Linked DNA regions of Danio rerio: region 1 is linked to region 2. A link is a contact called in public Hi-C data. All regions are on one chromosome and are shown on one strand. The core of a region is the stretch at or near the end of the contact, and the rest is flanking DNA. Distances in the headings are between cores, read along the strand shown. Region 1 has its middle 12 kb from the start of dre-mir-9-1. Region 2 holds the start of gpatch4 (G patch domain containing 4).

Region 1 (4,900 bases), core at 1,377-3,876, 180 kb before region 2:
GAATGTATGCTCATTTATAAACAAGGAACACCAACAGTATGATTAACTGTGCCTATTCTATTCTATTCTATTCTATTCTATCCTAATAGTCTTTCTAACTGCGCTGCATGACGTTCTCTTGTTTTTCTCGAATAAAGTGAGGCGCTGTCCCTGAAACAGTGCTGAAGTCAGTCCTAACCAGTAATTTCGATTTCATGATTTCACAATAATTTTGTCAAATAGATTAAAAATAATAATGAATTTTTATTATTAATATTTTAATATATTTTAATATTTAATTAGCTAATTGAATCAACTTGAGGTAAAACTTACGGCGCAAGTAGGAATAAAGTTTCCTATAAACAGCTGCGCATGCTTGATTTTGCAGTGCACCGACACGAATGGACTTTTAAGGACGTTAATAAGCTGAATTTCGGGCTTTTTAATGTACAAAGTAGGCCCTAATGGAATTCCAGTTTTGAGTTGTTTGCTAGCTTACTCTGCATTTGGTCAGCTGAGGTCGCGATTTATCGCTATTGTTTTCCTCTCAGATTATGAAAGGCGAATAAATTGTAAACCTTTGATGCTTTGCTTATTTTAATAAATAGGCAGATTTTTAAAAAGTTTTTTTTGTAACTACATTGTTAGTTTAAACAGATTATAGCCTACTATAATATTTAAGATCTCCACCTGAACATAGCCTTGTTTTAAAGTAGAGCATGGACTGTGGTTATATATCAGGCCCAATAAAAGTAAATTGAATGAATGTCGGTCTGTCTTCGTAGTCCTTTTAGCTTCTCTCAAAGCAGGTTCAGTGTGCTGTGCTGAGCGGTGTGGCACAGCATGCCAACTAGTGCCGCACAGTAGGCTTCTCAGATGCGCAAACCTCAATCATCCAGACAAACGCATCTGAAACGAAGTGTAGTTCATTCTATAAGACACCGTTTACCATACTAAAGATTAAAGACTTTAACTTTCTTTGAAGAAATCAGGCCAATTTACGTTCAGCAGAACAACCAGCCTTTATGTTTGTATATAGGTTTAAGCAGGATGTTTAATTAAACATTAAATACTTATCAAAAAATAAATAAAATATAATGGCCTATAGCATGTTATTAATGTACATTTCTGTAAGTGCACAATCAAATGTTGTCATTTTGATTGGTAAATTCATATTATAGCCTACCATTTTGACCATAGTCATGGCTGAAATTGCCTTGTTTCTTTTCGAATTTTCGCAAAATGTTGGAGATAAAACACCGCCAAGAATATTTGGCTTTCGTTCACCACTTGTGGCATCGCAGCTCTAGTTGATTTGGTTTCTGTTTGCGTGTCAGTTGATTTCAACAAAAATGTGTTAATCGACAAAAAAGAACAGAACCTGGTCCAGGTATAAGCTTCAAATAAACAATAGCAAATTACTTTTTAAAAGAAAATAACTACAATAAATAAATAATTAAAATCGAATAAGTTAAATTAATTATCCTATATTTGTTATAGCTAATATAAAGATAGTGTTTTAGAATCATAAAACGAGTAATGCTTTAATAACAATGAGTTCTAATACCATGTAGTCTAATTCGTGTAATTAACACAAACACATAGCCTATTAACAGCAAAATACTTTACTAGCCAGATAAACAATATAACACAGAAGGTCTACAATACAAAACAGCTATTTATACCCATGTTTTTCTGCTGACGGAACAATGTAAGAAATAATGTATTAACTAAAGTCAAAATGACCATTTGAAAGTAGGCTATTTAAAAAGTTTAAAAAAAAAGTTTAGGTAAATGCATGGAAAATAAAATTAGGTCAGTATACTGTAAAACAACACACTGTAAGTGCCCCCCCCCCCCCACACACACACACTTTGTGTGTATATCTAGTAATACTTTGTGGTTTATTTGTCAAACCACCTTTAGGTGACGTCACCCATAATGGAATATAACCATTTGATTGGACCATTTCGAGGGGTGTAAACAATAACAATAGTCCTAATGTATTTACTGTAGCACGTTTTTAATTTCCATAGCTTCCAAGAATCCAAAAAGCTACAAATGTTGATAAATAATGTTGTGGCAGAGATTTTAGCATTAAGATGATTAAACTGCCTTTTACAGTTCTGAAATAGTTTGGTAACAAGCAGTAAATGTTCACATTAAAAATGGTCTATGTCTCTAATTAAATGTGTTTGTGCGCGTCAAACCATTCTCCTCACTGTCATGGTAAAGGAGCCAATCCTCTGTCTGACAGGTATAAATAAAACGACCTTAAATCTAATTTCCAATAGATTTGGCTGAATAAGAAACTGGAAGGCACAGACACATTTATTAAAAAAAAAAAAAAAAAAAAAAGCAAAGGGCCCACAGGAAACGCACGCAGTTGAATCGATTCTCCTGGTCAGTCTGAAATGAGATGTTCGGCTTCATGAGAACAGGTTTAAATTTCACCCTCCTGAGGGAGATTGTAGCCTACATAAACATAAACTGCTCATTTGCATGCTCTATCCCACGGTGGAAATTACAATGCAGCATAATTAATATGCGCATAAATTAAGAGTGAGAGAGGGTTCTAGATTGGGCGCGCAGGCGGTCCTCTTAAAGAAGAAAGAAGGGACTCTGTTGGCCCAGGAACAAGCTGACTGTTCACACGCTAAATTTCAGGAGGAGGGGGCAACAAACCCGCCTTCCCATGTCGCTGCTGGCCGCGGCCCACACAATAACCGAGCAAGAGAAGCAGAGATTAGTCAAACAGCTTTGAGATGTTGCTTCTTTTATTCGCACAGACCAGATTTACTTCCCCGCTCCTCCACCCCCGGCACCGTGACTTAATAGACTTGTTATAAGTTTTCACTTGACATCTGAAGATCACATATATGATAATATTTATTTGTTCAAAAGGAAAATCGATAAGGTCGTGCATTAACGTGAATTACGGAAAACGTGTTCGTTGTACTGTCATGTGATAGGAGTCTATTTTCGTATGCCTCAGATAAAGGAACACCACAAGTTTTTGCACGTTTAATCAAAGATATCGAAAGAACAGATTTAGTTAAGTTTAGGCTATCTGTTTAGTTTTTTATTGACAACACGCTGTGTCATGATACTCGTATATGTGGCTTTTAATTTATAACGATAAATAGGCCTAATAATAATTAAAGTTTAGTAACAGGCAGACCCTAAAAGCCAAATCTAAATGCAAGAAATGGAGTTTAAAAATGGCCCATTTCAAAGCATGGTTGAGCCTTGAATGCCATCTGCTGGTCATTTATAGTTTGTGCACTTAACTTGTTTGCATTCTAAAGTTATAAACCAAGGGGTGCCCACACTTTTTTATATGAAGGGCCAAAACCAATCTTGATTGAGGCTAGTGGGTCGAAGATAAATATTTTGGTTAATTTCCTAATTTATTTAATAATGTTTAACAATTACATTTTAAATTTTATAATGACCCTTTTACAGTACAAACAGCCAAACACATTTATAACAGAATTACACTAGTTTTTGCCTTGATTTGCTCACTGATGTCTTCTGCATTGTCCTTTACCCCTCGAGTGGTAGTATTTACATCTTAAAATAAAATAAGATTCATTTACAACATTGAATTGAAACATTTCATTTCAGTTTTCTCTAAATAAAAAAACAATAAAACAAACAAAAAAAGGTTACATCAAATTAGAAATTATGATCTCTGTGTTAAAGGCATTTGCCCCAAACCTCTCCATCATTCTCATTCCTCTCTCAGATGAGACGGTGGGCCAAATTAAAGGTTACAATAGGTCAACTTTGGCCCGCAGGCCCTACTTTGGGCATCTTTGTAATAAGCGGAAGTAAATATAAAAAAGAAAAATGAAATAAACAGAAATGTTTAAAACTTTTAAGTATTTTCTTGTTTGTTTTATTGTTTCGCTTAAATCTTAAATAAAAGAACCAAAATTAGATGTAAAAAAAAAAAAATAATATATATATATATATATATATATAAAATGGAAATTCAAATAAATTTCATATAAATGATTAATATAGTATATGAGTGTGAATGAGTGTGTATGGATTAAGTGACTTAATGACATGCTAGTTTCAATGTGTATATTATCAATATGTAATAAGTTGCCAAAATTCATTTATTTTCCTTTGGCTTAATCTCTTTTTCAGAGGTCGCCACAGCGGAATGAACTGCCAACTATTCTAGCAACTGTTTTTATTCAGCGGATGCCATTACAGCTGCAATTCAGTACTGGAAACACCCATCCACACTCATTTACACACACTAATACACTACGGACAATTTAGCTTACCCAATTCACTTACACTGCATGTCTTTGGACTGTGGGGGAAACTGGAGCACTTGGAGGAACCCCACATGAACACTGGGAGAACATGCAAACTCCACACAAAAAATGCCAACTGGTTCAGCCGGGGCTCGAACCACCAACCTTCTTGCTATGAGGTTACAGTGCTAAGCACTGAGCCTTTGTGCTGCCAAAATTTTAGAGATGAAATTGGTACATTGGTATTTCAGTTTTTATTGGATATCTCAATGTTAATGAGGTAATTTTAAGTTAGAACTAATAATTAGACATATTAACAATGAGCCAAAGAATGTATACAGAGCTGTCACTGGAGAAATTTCCTATTAGGTTTTAAAGCCTTTTACGATATAAATGGTACATATTTGTTCAAGGAACTATTGACCTTGTGATGCCTTTTTTTGCCAAGAATTTATTTGTAAAAAGGACTGGTATGTTCTCGACATTTTCTAGTATGAGAGCAATATAGTTTTACCTCTTTATTTGTTCTTTCAAAAGCAGAAGTAGAATAAAAGCTGCGTTATTTACTGAATGTGTTGCAATTCATGATTATTATAAACTCAGTAATATAATATCTGTTCTTATTTTACAGTATATGATTCAGACCA
Region 2 (5,118 bases), core at 1,529-4,028:
TTAATTGCAAATGAATAACCTATAAAATCATTAATATTACAATGAAATGTTTTCCTTGATTCTTCTTAAACCGGTAACACTTAAAATAAGGTTCATTAGTTAATGTGTTTACTAACATGAACTAATCATGAACAACACTTGTACAGCATTTATTAATCATAACTGAACATTTACTAATTAACATTAGTTAATGCACCATGAGTTAAAATGAACTAATAATGAACTACTGTTTTCATTAACTAACGTTAACTAGCATGAACAAATACAGTAGTAAATGTATTGTTCATTGTTTGTTCATGTTAGTAAATGCATTAATTAACATTAACTAATGAACCTTATTGTAAAGTGTGACCCTTAAACCTTAAATGTCTAACTCAAATGTGATGGGAATGCATCAACGTTAAGAGTTCTTACAGTATTATTTATATAATTTTAACTATTAGGAATTAATATATTATTACATTAGTGCAGATAACAATATTGTAAACGTACTTGTGTGCTGTTCGTCCTCCACAAGCTTTCAGCAGATCTGCATCAGACAGCCTTAAATCAGACACAGAAATACACAGATGAGGGAAAACTAAAAAACACCATCTTGAAGTTCCCTTGTTGGACATTTAGTAATAGTAATATTGGCAGCTCATACTTAGTAGTGGTAGACAGGTCGAGTTTCTGGTCCTCGTCTTCAGAAGAGCTGCTGCTGTCGTCTTCTGCATCACTGATTTTCTCTGGCTGTTCTTCTCCTGACAGTAGCGTAGCAGACTAACAGAGGAAACAGATTTTTAAACATTCATTCATTCACACATGCTTCTTGAAAATACAACTGAATTGTATTTTTTTCCATTTATTATTTGTGCTGTTTGTGGTTTTGTACCTTGACAAAACATCCATAGAGCATGGACTTGGCTTGCTGAGCTTTGCGTGGCTTCTTGTTGGAGATCAGTCCATCACTGCTGTCATCTGATTTCTTCACCATCACACCATTCTGACGCATAATAAACAACATCAAATGAGCCCGCATTACAAACTACAACATGCTGCATATTACACAAACCAACTCTATGCCAACATTTTTTTAGTATTCACTTAAAGATCCAGACTGTTTGAGAAAATAAATAAATAAATAAACCATAGACACTTTTTTGGACATTGTAAAATTGCATTCAATCCTCCTCATTCCTTACCTGCCCCGATTCCACTACCAGACCAGACGAGGCTTTGTTAAAAACATGGTCCCACCAGTGGAAACTAAACTGCTCTCCTTGCTTATGGCCCATCTGAAGACAAATGATACATGAATAAAAACAAAATATACATTTAAGGACTTTTGATTAGACCTACAATGCTGTACTTTATCTAAAACAGTTTTTGGAAGTAAATCATGTAGAATTATTATACAGTTTTCATTGTAATAATAATATTGTTGTAGTTCATTTTAAAGTTATGTTTGGTTCTTTGTGGTCAAACCTAGACAAATAATTATATTGAAATAAATGTACTGGAATAAAAAATATAACAATAATTGTACTTGAGTTCATTTAGCATTTTCTTTAATAAAGAAAAAAATCGTAATGAAATCATACATAACAATACCATATAAAAGATATACAGGCTGTGTCCCCTAATTAGAGAGAACAGGGTTTTCTGACATAATTAGTTAATTAGGTTCTGATTTTACATACACAGACTATCAATAATAGCTTTTGCCAAAGTTCAGAAGCAATGTTACGGAATTGAACAAGAATGGTAATCAGAGCTTTAGGCTGAAATCTCTGGCTCAACTTATTAGAAAGATAGTAGAAATGTTTTAAGTGCACTCTTGATGACGTCTTTAAATTTTAAGCACACACAGGTTTTTTTTTTAAACAAATTCTAAAGCTTTTACAAATAAACAAACATTTGTTTTCATGTCTTGGTGAGGATATTTCATAGACTTCCATTTTATTTGTATCAAATTAATGACACCTTCAATGGCACAGGTGTCAAACTCAGTTTCAAAAGGGCCGCAGCTCTGCAGTTTAGTTCCAACCCTAATTAAACACACCTGATCAAACTAATTGAGTCCTTCAGGCTTGTTTGAAACCTACAAGTAAGTGTGTTGGAGCAGGGTTGGAAACTAAACTGTGCAGGGCTTCGGCCCTCCAGGAATTGAGTTTGACACCCCTGTTCTATGGTTTGTGAACCTGCAACAACATAAAACGTCTTGCCCGTGTTGTCAACTACCCACATGTTGCACGCAAAATAGAGATCTTAATAAAAATCGTTTTGTCACTCACCCCTCCTTTATCACATTTAACTTTGACTTTAATCGCCTCTGAAATGCCATTCTCTGCTCTGCCCAGACCTTTACCTACAACACACACACACACACACACAACCATAACACACCAGTGAGGATTGGTCCGTCTATGGCGGACGAAGCGTCATAATCAATCATATCTGCCATGAGTTTGTGATGAATCATGAGCACAACAAATATATCGTGCTTTTACCCTTTTCCCATCCGTGTCGTAGAAGCTGCTCCTCAGCGAACTTTAGTCCTGTACTCTTTTCTTGGACCGTTTCTGCCATGAATTCTTAAACTCTGCACTCGAATATGAAGGTAAAACACATCAGCCAACTGCACATTGACAATATTCGTTAATTCTGAGTATTTTAGCTGTTTACTTCTGTAAATCGTAACAGCTTACTAAAATAAAAAGAAGGGAAAAGACCAACAATCGCTACCACGCGCTCAGCAAGAGAGCAGGCATGACACCGGCAACTACGGGAAGTGACAAGGGTCACTGATGACGATTAACCAAACGCGTTTTGGCATAAAATGGATTAAATAAATTTTGCGTGTGTACGTTCTTTTAAAAACATACACACCATGCATCTTCATTAGATTTTAAATGATTACAACTTATTTAAAATCTAATGAAAATATATGTAGTATAATCACATTGTTTTAATAATTTTAACCTTTTGATGCACAAGCTCCAAAATAGATATAGAAAAAATAACCTTAGACCCGTCAATTTAGACCCATGTGGTGCATCAAAAGGTTAAGAACAGGCGAGAATAAATATTGTATTGTAGAATAAATATACAGAATAAACATTTAATATTTACACATCTTCCACAATATTACGATGAAAGCGCTTTTCACATATATCATGCTATTAATAGACTTTCAGTGGATTTCAAATCCCTTGTAAATAAAATTTATTGTGAACCTCAAAATGGAACAGTCATCCTTCACTGCATAATGTTTAATCATGTTTAATTCAGACTCAAAACATGGTATAAATAGTCATTTTATTATTTGGATTACCAACAACTGTGCGCCATTCTCAAAACTAACATCTGAAGCAAAATAAAAACAACAAAACCACCCTGATATAAAAATACTGTACATGCCATATGTTCACATATTCACAGAATATACAATCAACCTGTCAGAAACCATGGAGGTGAGAATATGCTGGTTAGTGCTCTACAATTTCTCTGCTATCAAACATCTCATTTTGTGCTAAGTGAGAGCCTGTCATTTGTCCAATTACAATACAATAATCAGGGATAAAATGGAGCAGTTTGTGCTACATTTCTTCAATAATTATGTTGGTTTTGTGTTTAGAACGTGACGGATAGCACCTTCATATGATGGATTTATACTTCACATGTTAAAAGGAGGCCAACAGAACCTTTTTTTCCACCATGCTTAAAACACATCTTTGGCAGGTGTCAGTGTAAGAAGAACTGCATAAGTATTTTTTAATGAAGCAGTCAGAAGGCAGGGTTCAGTCCTGCTCTTCATCAGTGGCCGACTGCTGCTCTGCAGCCTCGTCCTCTGAACTGGCCTGAGAAGCTGACGTGTGGAACAGACGCATTAAATCCCGAAATCTCCTTGAAACCTGCACACACAATCATGTTAAAAATGCACTTTTTTTCTGGTTCCCCATTTTTTTAAGAAAAGATTGCTTTTGCTGAACGCCCTTGTACTCATCATTTAGGGCTTGCGCATGTGTTGTTTGCAGTAAAAACTGACGGGAAACCATAGTTGTATAACACTTTTTTACAATAAATCTAATGTAGTGTGGTTTTTCATAATAAACATTTACATCTCTCTGATGGACCTTTTAATTCCATATAAAACAAATACTTCAATTACTGTTTGTTTACAAGTAAATAACTTTATATAAGGACTCTCAAAATGTCAAATACAATTTCAAGTAATGTTGAGAAAGAAAATACACTATCAGTGAAAAGTTTGGGGTCAGTTTTTTTTTATTATGAATAAAATTATTCTCTTTATCAAGACGGCATTTATTAAATGTAAAAAATATTGTTAAATTGTGAAATTTGTAAATTAGTGCCTTTATAACTATTACCATTAATAATAATAATAATAATAATAATAATAATTGACATTAGAGTCATTTCTGAAGGATAATGCAACTGAAGAATGGAGTAATGTAGCTGAAAATTCATTTTTAAAATCACTGGAATAAAATATTAAAGTATGAACTACTTTTGCAGTCATTTTATAGATTTTACAATATGTACTGTATTTATGATGCAAAAAATGCAGCCTTGGTGAGCAGGAAAAGCTTATTTTAAAACATTTAAAAATCCTACTGACCCCAAACTTTTGAATGGCAGTGTAACCTCTGAAGTGCACAAAAGAAAGGCTAAACTAGCTTTTGATGAATCAAAGATCAGTGCAGTGGAAAGAGATTTGTAACTCTGGTACCTCGCTGGCTGTTTTGTTGCCAAGCTGCTCGGACACGGCCTGGAATGTGCTCTGACTGGCTCCTTGCTGCTGACAGGTGGTAAGGATCACTCGATCAGCCTCCCTGTGAACCAGATTATAAATGTATAACACAAGCTCCAGCTGATGATGCTCACAGATGTGTGTGTGTGTGTGTGTGCTCACCTGGTCCACAGGATGACTCTCTCTCCAGTGGGTGTGAGGGAGATGTTTTTGGCACACACGGGTGCGTCTAAGGCTGGGCTCAGTGAGCTCTGCTGAGCGGCTTCTGTCTGTCCAGATTCAGCTGAATCCTCTTCATCTCGGCTGTGCTTCTCTGGTGACGCATGGTGGTTCTTCTCTTCAGTTTTTTCTTCATCATCTTG

Evidence for each region. Hi-C and Micro-C count contacts between places; a contact is called where the count stands out from the background.
Region 1: a contact with region 2 is called in a Hi-C map of embryo, with 2.4 times the contacts expected there. The contact joins the enhancer-like site here to the promoter of gpatch4 in region 2.

The regions. Positions count from the first base shown.
Region 1 is chr16:32,334,372-32,339,271 of GRCz12tu, reverse strand. No RefSeq gene overlaps it. Among named protein-coding and RNA genes, the nearest start is that of dre-mir-9-1, 12 kb to the left of the region's middle. Within about 2 kb of position 2,626, at least 15 of the 62 cell types and tissues checked have an H3K27ac peak or open chromatin away from gene starts, as enhancers often do.
Region 2 is chr16:32,150,997-32,156,114 of GRCz12tu, reverse strand. It overlaps gpatch4 (G patch domain containing 4), which reads right to left and starts at 2,778. Exons shown (of 7, transcript NM_001199720.1): 1 at 2,493-2,778; 2 at 2,277-2,350; 3 at 1,185-1,277; 4 at 875-985; 5 at 647-762; 6 at 493-543. The coding sequence starts at 2,571. It overlaps gon4lb (gon-4 like b), which reads right to left. Exons shown (of 31, transcript NM_001201535.1): 29 at 4,919-5,118; 30 at 4,736-4,838; 31 at 3,285-3,896. The coding sequence ends at 3,783.